Regions from separate parts of the Capra hircus genome. Here region 1 is linked to region 2. A link is a contact called in public Hi-C data. All regions are on one chromosome and are shown on one strand. Each heading gives the region's core, a stretch centred on a gene start, on an enhancer-like site or on the middle of the called end of the contact. The rest is flanking DNA. Distances are from core to core; before and after follow the strand shown.

The links. A called contact is a pair of places that touch in the nucleus more often than the background predicts.
Region 1: a Hi-C map of blood shows a contact between it and region 2, with 6 times the contacts expected there. The contact joins two enhancer-like sites. A contact is called at or near these places in 3 of 5 Hi-C or Micro-C datasets (blood and liver).

Annotation. Positions count from the first base shown.
Region 1 is chr13:35,718,985-35,724,437 of ARS1.2, reverse strand. The region is part of intron 1 of MPP7 (MAGUK p55 subfamily member 7); the gene reads right to left. Among named protein-coding and RNA genes, the nearest start is that of MPP7, 40 kb to the right of the region's middle. Within about 2 kb of position 2,082, at least 1 of the 5 cell types and tissues checked has an H3K27ac peak or open chromatin away from gene starts, as enhancers often do.
Region 2 is chr13:35,618,359-35,623,946 of ARS1.2, reverse strand. LOC108637364 (a long non-coding RNA gene) reads left to right here. Exons shown (of 3, transcript XR_001918970.1): 2 at 2,149-2,268. Among named protein-coding and RNA genes, the nearest start is that of MPP7, 60 kb to the left of the region's middle. Within about 2 kb of position 2,841, at least 1 of the 5 cell types and tissues checked has an H3K27ac peak or open chromatin away from gene starts, as enhancers often do.

The DNA of each region.
Region 1 (5,453 bases), core at 833-3,332, 100 kb before region 2:
AATGCAGGAGACCCAGGTTCGATCCCTGGATTGGGAAGATTCTCTGCAGAAGGAAATGGCAACCCACTCTAGCACTCTTGCCTGGAAAATCCCATGGACGGAGGAGCCTGTTGGGCTACAGTCCATGGGGTCGCAAAGAGTTGTACACGACTGAGCAACTTCACTTCACTTCACTTCAACCACTTGAGAACATTTCTAAAACCATTAATTTCACAAAGGAGCCAAGATTTCTAACAGAAAAGTCAGAGGTATACAGATTCTAAAAATCTTGCTAAACTTGTCTGGCAGTTCAAGGGCTGTCTTTCTTGCTTGTCTTGTGGTTCAAGGGTTGTGTTTCTTCGCCCTAACCTCTAAGGATTAAATTGCTATAGACAGGAAAGAGGGGAATAAACAGGCCCAATAAAATAAAAAGTGACCATCTGGAAAGGAGGAGAAGGGGACGACAGAGGATGAGATGGTTGGATGGCATCACCAACTCAATGGACAAGAGTTTGAGCAAGCTCTGGGCATTGGTGATGGACAGGGAAGCCTGGCGTACTGCAGTCCATAGGGTCACAAAGAGTCAGACACAACTGAGCAACTGAACTGCTCTGGAAAGCAATGACATTATTGTAACAGATGTCTCAGGGAGGGAGGGATTACCTAAAAGCATTGGGCATATGTCCTTAAATACTAATTTTGCAAAGCTATTCCCAGGTGGCGCTAGTGGTAAAGAACCTGACTGCCAACGCAGGAGATGGAAGAGATGTGGGTTCAGTCCCTGGGTCAGGAAGATCCCCTGGAGGAGGGCAGGGCAACCCACTCCAGTATCCTTATCTGGAGAACCCCATGGACAAAGGAGCCTGGCAGGCTACAGTCCATAGGGTGGCGCCGACTCAAAGTCACTTAGCACTCATGCACAGCAACACAACTAACAAATACATCAGTGCTGAACTATCCTGAGTGAATGTCTGATCTTATCCTTTTAAATACTAAGGATTCCTAGATTATAGCTGAACTAGCAAATAAAAAATGAGACTAGAGATAATTATTTAAAACCTATTCAATGGAATTATCCTGGGTGGAGATAATGTGTATTATGCAAAGAACCACGAAAAAGATTTATCTCAGAGTGAAATCTAGGGCAGAATGCACCTGACTGAGTCATTCTGCTGCCTCTTCTTTAGCTGGCTCTCCAGCCACACGCACAGGAACGGCCAAGGAAAAGCAAGGTCAAGCTTACTGTCTTACGCATCGACGGTGCGTTTAGGCTGGGGACCCATGTCCCACCCCAGCACACGCAAAGAGCCCAGGGAGACCTCAGGGAGCCAGCCCGTGGTGTGTGTACACAGGGGAGCCTGTACAAAAGTCAGGGGTCCACACTCAAAGCCTCCACAAATCGCTATGTACCGCAGGTTTGAAACCCACTGAATAAGGGTGGGAGACCCAGGGTGGGGTCGGGGGGAGAGGGGAGGATTCCAGCAGGAATCTGCAGCCAAACAACAAACATGAACTTGTTGCAACATGGAAACTGGAGAATCTTGAATTTTTAGCACTCGCCCCTTTTATCTGCAAATTATGGGGCTCATTCAAACTCAGTGCAAAGAGTTTTGGGGGAAAAAAATGTGTAGGAAAGAGGTAGGAACTCATTTTTTCTTAATTCTGCAAGTATATCGTTGAAATGCTTGTTCCTGGTGGATTTTAACCAGCTAACAAAATTCTGATCCCAGAGCATCCCAACCCAGGGAGAGAATACCAGCATGCTGTCATATCTGTGGGTTAAACAACCAGAAACATTTCTGGGCATAAAACTAAGATGTATCCCAGAAAGTCTGTAGAGAAGCACTGGAAGGAGGAGAGGAGAGGGAATAGACAGTAAACAGGACACTCCTGCCCAGGAATGTCACTTCTTTCAGGATGAGTGAAATGTCACTCTGTACAAATTTGGCACTGATAGAAGACCCCAGCCATCAGAATTGAGCCTGACCGAGGTCCATGGGAATGAGGACTGGGAACAGTGTGGGGAAGAGGGAGCGAATGAATGACAACATCTGGACAGGGGACAAGAGGGCAGGGGTGGCTCCGGGGCAGGAGGCGGCAGCGAGGGCCCGGGGGGCGGTGGGCAGCTGAAGATGAACCGAGAAGAGACACAGACAATCCAAGGACACCCGCAACTTCTACAGACCTCTGCAGATGCTGCAGCCAAACCACAGGACTGTGGTCCTCCAGACAATTTCTACAACTAACATGCCCACAGCATCCTGAGTTCTAAGTTACCTTTTAAAGAACAGCCTACTAATTCTTAGGATTCTAAGAACTTATTCAACCAGTCCATCCTAAAGGCAATCAGTCCTGAATATTCATTGGAAGGACTGATGCTGAAGCTGAAACTCCAATACCTTGGCCACCTGACATGAAGAACTGACTCACTGGAAAAGACCCTGATGCTGGGAAAGATTGAAGGCAGGAGGAGAAGGGGATGACAGAGGATGAGATGGTTGGATGGCATCACTGACTCAATGGACATGTGTTTGAGTAAACTCAGGGAGTTGGTGATGGACAAGGAGGCCTGCCTCCAATATTCATGCCTGGAAAATCCCATGGACCGAGGAGCCTGGTGGGCTACAGTCCATGGGGTCGCAAACAGTCGGACACAACTGAGTGACTGAACTGAACTGAAGTACTTATTCAATTCTTATATAATCAAAAACAGAAGGTTTAACACTACGGCCATCTTTCGAAACTTCACAATTCCCTCATCAGTTTCAAGGCCTATTTAATCAATCATTTTATTTAATACATTTATGTTTAAGTATCTGATTTTCCTCTCCAAGAAATCAAAGATTTCTTAAAAATATAAATTCTATTCCACAATGCCTGGCACAGAGAAGCTCATTAAATGTATGCTGATGGCTAAGACTCCATGCTTCCAATGTAGGGGACCCAGGTTTGATCCCTGGTCAGGAAACTAGATCCCTCATGGCACAACAAAGGTCAAAGATCCTGATTGCTGTAACTAAGACCTGGTACAGCCAAATAAATAAATACTTTTTTAATATATGCTGAGTGAATAAATGAGCAAGTACACACATGCCCGAAGGTTACCGGGCGACCACACCTGGTTAAGGTGAGGACTGGAGGTTTTCCGAGGCATGTCAGCCTGACCAACTGCAAGGATACAGATTGTTCTCAAGAAACTGTATACATTTCAAAATGCTCCACAATCCCATAGAAGGTTCTAGGCTCCACAGATGGACTATAGCCCAAAAATACCCACAGTAGATTAAGAACTAAGTGACTCCCCTAGAAGTCACCTCCATAATGTTAAAAAAAAGTGAAGTCAGTGAAGTCACTCAGTTGTGTCCGACTCTTTGCGAGCCCATGGACTGTGTAGCCCACCAGCCTCCTCAGTCCATGGGATTTTCCAGGCACGAATACTGGAGTGTGTTGCCATTTCCTTCTCCAGGGGATCTTCCCGACCCAGGGATCGAACCCCGGTCTCCTGCATTGTAGGCAGACGCTTTACCATCTGAGCCACCAGGGATGAAAAAGCAACAAATTCAGTTCAATGTTTCATGTCATGGCACAGGTTAGAAATATTGTTCTGGGGCCCGGATGTCTGCTTTTAGGGAAACAGATCAACTATGCTCTCCTTATATCCTATAATTATGATCAGGAAACTGAAATCCAAAGTATTAGGGAAGATATTACATAAAGAATTCATACAAAACACCCAAAGAAAATCTGCTCAGATTTTTTAATAAGCTTGTTTCTGTAAACAAACTTTCTTATACTGGGTTCTGAGCTCGTTGATGAAGCACAGATAAGCTCTTCATATTTCAGATACAGCCTCAACAACAATAAACTTTGCTCACACAAGGTAATACATTTAAAATCAAATCCACAAAGTGAGAACCATCTACACACAGAAAAACTAATTCTTCTTATACTCCAACTCTTGACAAAACCTTTCTTTGGGTCTACTGACGCTGAAGTATGAAACAGTGAAATTGGCATACTGATTCCATTTCTTTGCATAAAGACAAGAAAAGGGGATGGGGAAAGATTGAGGGCCAGAAGTAAACTTTAAGACAGCTAGGATGTTGTTAGATTCACTATTTTTAACAATATCACTTAATAAAGAATTCAGATTTATAGCAAACTTTTATATAAAAGCTTCTCTGTGGTTAAAAATAATAATAACTTGAAACAAAGTTTTTTTCAAAACAACTTTATGCTTTTGATCAATGCCACTATACTATCAGTGAACAAACTTGTGAATGTTTCTACAGCATCTTATATGCTTTGACTTGTTCACTGATCATTAAGAATATTTCAAGTCCCACAGTGTGCTGGTAGTATGTACAAATAATGTTCTTCCAACTGTGTGTCTCCAAGAGTTCTATGGAGTTCTATTAGCAAATCTTCATTCATAACTTGTGTTGATTTATCTTGAAATTTCTTGTGATTTCATACTCTTCTACATAAATGTTGTTTCCATAAGTCTACTAAAAATATTACCCAGAAGTAAAATGTTTTTTAAATTTTCTTTTCTTCACTAGTTTCTGACAGAGTGTTCAAAGTTTCCTTGACAGGCAGCAAATTAAGCAATTCAGAGTTCTATAAAAATAATAGTGGATTTCAGTCTTAATAACGAATTGTGTAACTAGCTTCATAATGCAACCTAAAGGTTATACTGAGCTCAAAAAAGAATTCTGCTTATTTTGCCTTTCCAAACGTTTGAAAAATTACTAGTCTAGGACGCATAGGATGAATGCTGTGTTTTAAGATACCAGAGCAAAACAAAAGATACCAGAGCAGTCTGCTTAGTACCACTGCTTCATGCAATAGCCTTCCATGCAAAGAGGTATTTAGGTTGAGAAAGAGAAGGATTACCAAGGTATGTATGCAAGGTCAAATGTGAGATGATCTTTTATTACGTTATTTAATTAATGTCAAAGTCTTAGCCTTCTATATTTATCTTGTTTATTATTTCAGGCGTAACTCCAAAAGTTTTTCATGAGGATGGGAAAACAAATATCCTAATATAAATCATTTACAATATGAGGACTTTAACAGATTTTCAGTATTTACAGTTTCCAAATGTCAATTTTTCAAAATATTTCTAGCTTATCTTCAATCTAAGAATTTTAAAATAGTCTCACAGTAAGCAAAATACAGAGATAAAATTTTCATTTATTAAAATTCTCAGAAAGTACTAAACTATACAATTACATTCATATGTAATCAGGACAGAAAATTACTTTCATAAAGCTTGAAAGCTAAAGGTCCCTTTAATGAAATTCAATTAGGTTCAATTATCTGTTTTGAGAAATAAACATTTTTATTTCTTTAAAAAAAAAAAAAGTCATAAAATTCCATCAAAATCAGTCTTTGGCTAATTGTCAATTTCAAAAGTCAAGCACAAATAAATGTAACAATTATAAAAACTAACAAAGAACAGTTTATGCTCT
Region 2 (5,588 bases), core at 1,592-4,091:
TCCACAATCGTCACTCCTCTGCCACCTCCCTACTGTGCTGGTTCACAGGGTGGATGGCGGTGACCTCTTTCTCAAGGACTGGAAATACTTTCTTCCCTGGAGATATTCCACATGTCCGTCTCAAGCCCTGCCCTGAGCCCCCGGGGGGTCATCTTGCAGGCACCACGTAGGGGTCCTCTGGCTTCCAGCTGGATTTGGCCAGCGAGGACCACACAGGAAAGGAGAGGGCTCCAGGGCAGACCCATCACCCTGCCCACCTCTTTCCACGTGGCCCATCTGGTTTGTGTTCCCTCCTGATGCCCCTGAGGCTGAAGGACATTCATGTCCCCCTGCTGGTTCATGTCTCAGGACCCCCTGTTCCTCCCCTTGTCTCTTTATTAAATGCTCCTACAATCATTCCAGGTGGAAGGTGCTGCCTCTTTCCTGATAGATACATCATTCTCCTTGAGGGTCCCTCTTGCCTTCCCATGCCAGGATGTAATGACTGACCTCTGACCTTTGAGAAAGTGACCAACGTCTCGCCCCACCCCTTCCTCCTTTCGCCAGGACAGTCCTTCCCGACAGGACCACACCCTGCTCTCCCAGGGCTCGGAGACCCTGAAGTCACCCCCTGAGCAGCAGTGCCACAGAGAAACTAAATAGCCCGACCAGCAACCACGGCCTAACGTGCGGGATGTGATTCATTTCTAGTAATGATTCTCCAACTATAGTGTAACCGAAATCAGTGGGGGTCAGGGACCGTGGGGGTGCTCCTGTCAGAGATAAAGACTCTGGGGCCCCCCCATCAAACTTCTGAACAGGAATTCCCGAGGCATCTTCATAAGCAGAATGATAGCTTCCCAAAGATGTCCACATCCGAATACCCCAAAACTTGTGAATATGTTTCCTTACATGGCAAGGGGACTTTGCAGACGTCACTAGAGTAAGGATCTTGAGATGAGACAACTATCCTCCATTGTCCAGGGAGCCCAACAAACTTTCAAGGGTCTTTATAAGTGAAAGGAGGAGGCAGAGGCAATGTGACAACAGAAGCAGAGGATGGAACCAAGGGACGCTGTGCACTTCAGAAGGTGGAAAAGGCCAGGAAGTAGCTTCTCCCCTAGACTGTCCAGAGGTCACACACCTTCCTGACCCATCCTGGACTCCCGATCTTCAGACCCAAAAGACGACACATTTGTGTTGCTTAAAGTCTGGAGGTTTGCAGTCATGTGTTACAGCAGCAACTGGAAACTCGTACAGACAATTCTCAACTTATGATGGTGTACAAGGGATACACCTCATCTAGAAACTGTACTACTTCTAATCGTGAATTTGTTCTCCTCCCGAGTTAGCGATATGCAGTGTGATACACCCTGGAGGGCTGGGCAGCAACAGAGAGAGAGCTCCCGGTCAGCCACGTGATTAGAGGAGGAAGCAACCCCTGCACTTAGAGCCAGTCTGCTTTCCACTCTCAGCACAACACTCAGTAAATTACATGAGCTATTTGACACTTTATTATAAAACGGGCTTTGGCGTAGATGATTTTGCCCAATTATAGGCTCATATAAACATTCTCAGCACATTAAGCATAGGCTAGGCTAATCCACGATATAGGTTAGGTGCTTAAACGCATTCTCGACTTAACGATACTCTCAAATTACAATGGGTTTGTTGGGATGCCATCCCATCATGGGCATGCTGAGTGGCTGCAGTCGTGTCTGACTCTGTGTGACCCCATGGACTGTAGCCCACCAGGCTCCTCTGTCCCTGGGATTCTCCAGGCAAGAGTGGGTTGCCATGCCCTCCTCCAGGGGATCTTCCCAACTCAGGGGTTGAATCTGCATCTCTTAAGTCTCCTGCGTTGGCAGGTGGGTTCCTACCACTAGGGCCACGTGGGACTCCTCAATCACCCAGTCATAAGTCAAGGAAAACCTGGACAAGGGTTAGCCCAGGAATCTGCATTAGTAACACATTCTGAGTGATTCTTTCATAGATGTTCTTTCAAGAACTCAGCCTTATAGCAAAAGCCTAGATGCAGGCTCTGGGAACAGGAGAGATGAGAATAAGTTTATCCAGCTTTTCCTTTTCAAAAGGAGAACACCCCCACCTACCCCCTGCCCCTTTTCAAAATTTAAAATAATACTCTGGTCTTTTATTTTTAAAATATAGGTCATCGACTTCCCATGTGTACGAGTAACTGATCATGACTTAGTCATGAAAGAAGCACAATTACAGCAGTGAAAGTGAGGCACTTACAGTTGGCTGTCCCGAGGTGCCCCCACTTCTGAGGTATGTGATCCTGTACAGGTTTCTTCACCTCCAGGAGCCTCCGTTGTAAACTCTAGGATAGTAACACCCCAAACATGTATACCTCAAAGGGCTTGGCATAAGCAGCAGCTAGTAACAGATGCCCAGGAAAGCAAAGTCCTGGTTTCCATGTTTCTCCATCCTCTTTCCCAAATTTAATGACAAAACACTGGTAAGACCCCATGTGTGTCAGTTGACACGGCGAAGCTCATGTTCCTTCTTTGTTTCCACAAAGAGACCCCAGCCCACAGGTGCTGGCCACTGCCCCCCATGCCCCCACCCCTGCGCTGCCCAAAGTGAGGCTGGGCCACCTGGCCACACTCACAATTCAGGTATTCAAACCCAGTTTTTTATACTTAACCCAGATCCCATCTTGAGGGTATACGATATTTGCAGCTGGAGATTAGACAAGATTTCCCTGGAGAATATAATATGATTGATGTGCTGGAACATTTCTCTGCCAAAGGAAAGCGTGGTAATCACTTTGACTCAGAGGTGTCTGCTGTGCGCTTGAAAAAAATAACTTGCAGTGAGCTGCGTTTTAGGAAAGTGTCCGAGCGCCCTCTGGTGGCCGATCGAAGGGGTGCGGTGTGTGTCCGATGGGCCAGGTGTGGCTGGAAGGTGTTGGACATCTCAGGAGATCTCGCCAAAAGTGGAGAGGGTGCAGCTGTTCTCCCGGAATCAGAAACTCGGGAGTGAGTTCTGCTTGAATCTAAATGAACAGCTGATGATATGTACAGTGACATGGGGAGGGCACCAAAGAACCCCCATTCCTTCCTTTTCTTAGTTTCGCAAATGGACTGTTCAACAACCCGTTCTATCATTATTCCAGGGTTTGAGGACAAGCTCACTGGCTTTAAATTTCTGTAATCTTTCTCCTCTTTTAAAAAAAATAGAGTATTTGCCTCCATCAGCTGCTTTTCAATAAATAACCCCGCAGAAGGGACACCAGCGGGTGGTATCAGGGAGGGGAAAGGAGACTACAATTATTTTCATTTCACATCCCCTGAGTCCTGCCTCTTCCTTATAATGATTTTTTAAAACATACTCAGTGTCAAAAAAAAAAAAAAAAACATACTCAGTGTCAAGGGAAAATTATATAAGATCATTATGATTTTTCAGAAAAAAAAATCATATTCTGGGAAATGCAAACATTTCTATAAGAATATAAAGCTATTTAGTACCCTTTGAACCATGTAGAAACCATCTGCTCACAGTTTTGTGCATGCATTCTTGGATCCTCTTCCCTGCTTAGTGGGAAACAGCTCAAGTGTTTCTTTCTAATTATAACAATAATAGATGCTCACTGTTAAAAAAAAAAATCACCAAGTACAGAGAAGTTTAACCAAAAAGTGAAAATAGCCTCTAGTCCTAACAATCAGGGTTAATTACCAGTAACGTTTGGGGGTGTTTGTTGGAAAGTTTGTTTTTTCATACTTCCAGATTCATAATTCTCATCTGGGAAAACACCGCTTAGGGAGAAAGCCCGCTAGTCTCCGTGCAGGAAAGCAGTGCCTGAACCGTCCTGGAGGGGGCCCCCTCGGCAGCCTCTGGCTGAACGCGTTCTGAGACTGGAGGTCCATTATCTGTGGCTCCTCTCCCACTGGCAGGGAGACTTTGGACTCAGTCTTTTTGTTCAAATATAGCTCCGAGGTCACCACTTGACCCCGGTGAGCTATTTAACTTCTGCATCGATCAGTTTCCTCATCTGTAAAATGGAGGTAATAACAGACACCTTATCAGTTTGGGGAGCATTTCATAAGACAATAAATAATTAGCACTGCGTCCAACACACAATAAGCTCCCAATAAATGCTGGCTTTTTATCACACCTCTCTTTCACCGACTGTGGGAGCAGGTGCTGTTTGTCTGCCTCCTGGATTTCTACGAGAGAAATTCAATCCCTCTCCCATGTGAGACCTCAGGCATTTGAAGGTTTCCCTCCCGCTGTCTCCGTGGGATGCCCATGAATGAGTCAGTGCTGTGAAAGGCTGCCCACTGGAGGGGGACGCAGGACCCCAGACAGGGGGTTGCGTGCTGCAGGGCACTGCCATGGCTGGTCACGGGCACCATTTCTCACCGTAGACTCGTCTTGATCTTTTCCTGGACCCTGGTCCCAGCCTTTGCCATTGTTTTTGAAATTATATGCAACGCTATACATCGGTCTCTACTCGTTTTCACTGTTACACTTTGTAATCCACTCTTTTGGAACGTGATTCTGTCAGAGAGCGAAGTGAAAACTCTTTCTCACTCTGCACAGTCTATGCATTGCGACCACACCTTCCTTTTCTTAGTTCCGCAAATCGGCTGTTCAGCAACCTGTTCTATCATTTCTCCAGGGTTTGAGGACAAGCTCACTAGCTTTAAATTCCTAGAATCTTTCTCCTCTTTAAAAACAAAACAGAACTAGAGTATTTGCCTCCATGAGGTAGTGCAGTAAATTCTTTTAGGACTCTGAGGTGTTGTTTATTAAAACTTTCTTCATGGGTGGTTTCCTGACTTGGAAAGTCATCTGCCTGGGCTTCCATTTCCATCAATGAATATACTTACCTTCTTCGAGATAATGACATGAAACGAAACATACTCAGTATATTTCTTCCATAGTTTCCTTGTCCGCTCATATTTATATTTAGGTGGGAGTATGCAGTTTCATGAGGCTTCCCTAGTGGTTCAGCGGTAAAGAATCTGCCTGCAATGCAGGAGATCTGGGTTGAATCCCTGGGTCAGGAAGATCCCCTGGAGGAGGGCATGGCAACCCACTCTCATATCCTTGCCTGGAGAATCCCCTGGACAAAGGAGCCTGGCGAGCTATAGCCCATAGGGTGGCATAGAGTCAGATGCGACTGAGCGACTAAGCAGCAGCAGCAGCGTGCCATTTTCTGCGTCTTACTGTTATGTCATGTTGCTAAAACTGTTTGTTGATTCGCTTAAGAAATGGCTTAAAAACATCACAGGACAATGACAGCAATAATGAGGAATTAATGAGAAGTAGTCAACATAACATTTAATATAAGTATTAAATTGCATCAGATTACCTGCCAGGTTTGTTTCCTCTAGAGCTCTATCTGCTTCTTCCTTTTGCTATTTCTAGCAATAGGAATTTAAAAATATAACTTTTTGTCTTTTGAATAATGAACTTATTTTCAGAATGGATTTAGCAGTCTCAGTTTGGTCTTTAGTGGTTTTATCATTTTAGCTTCTAGAAATGTGCCACTCTACATTCGAATTGCATGGATTTTTGTAATGCATCTTGTCCCCTTAAACTCATCTTTAAATACTTTCTCAACATTGCTTTATGCAAAT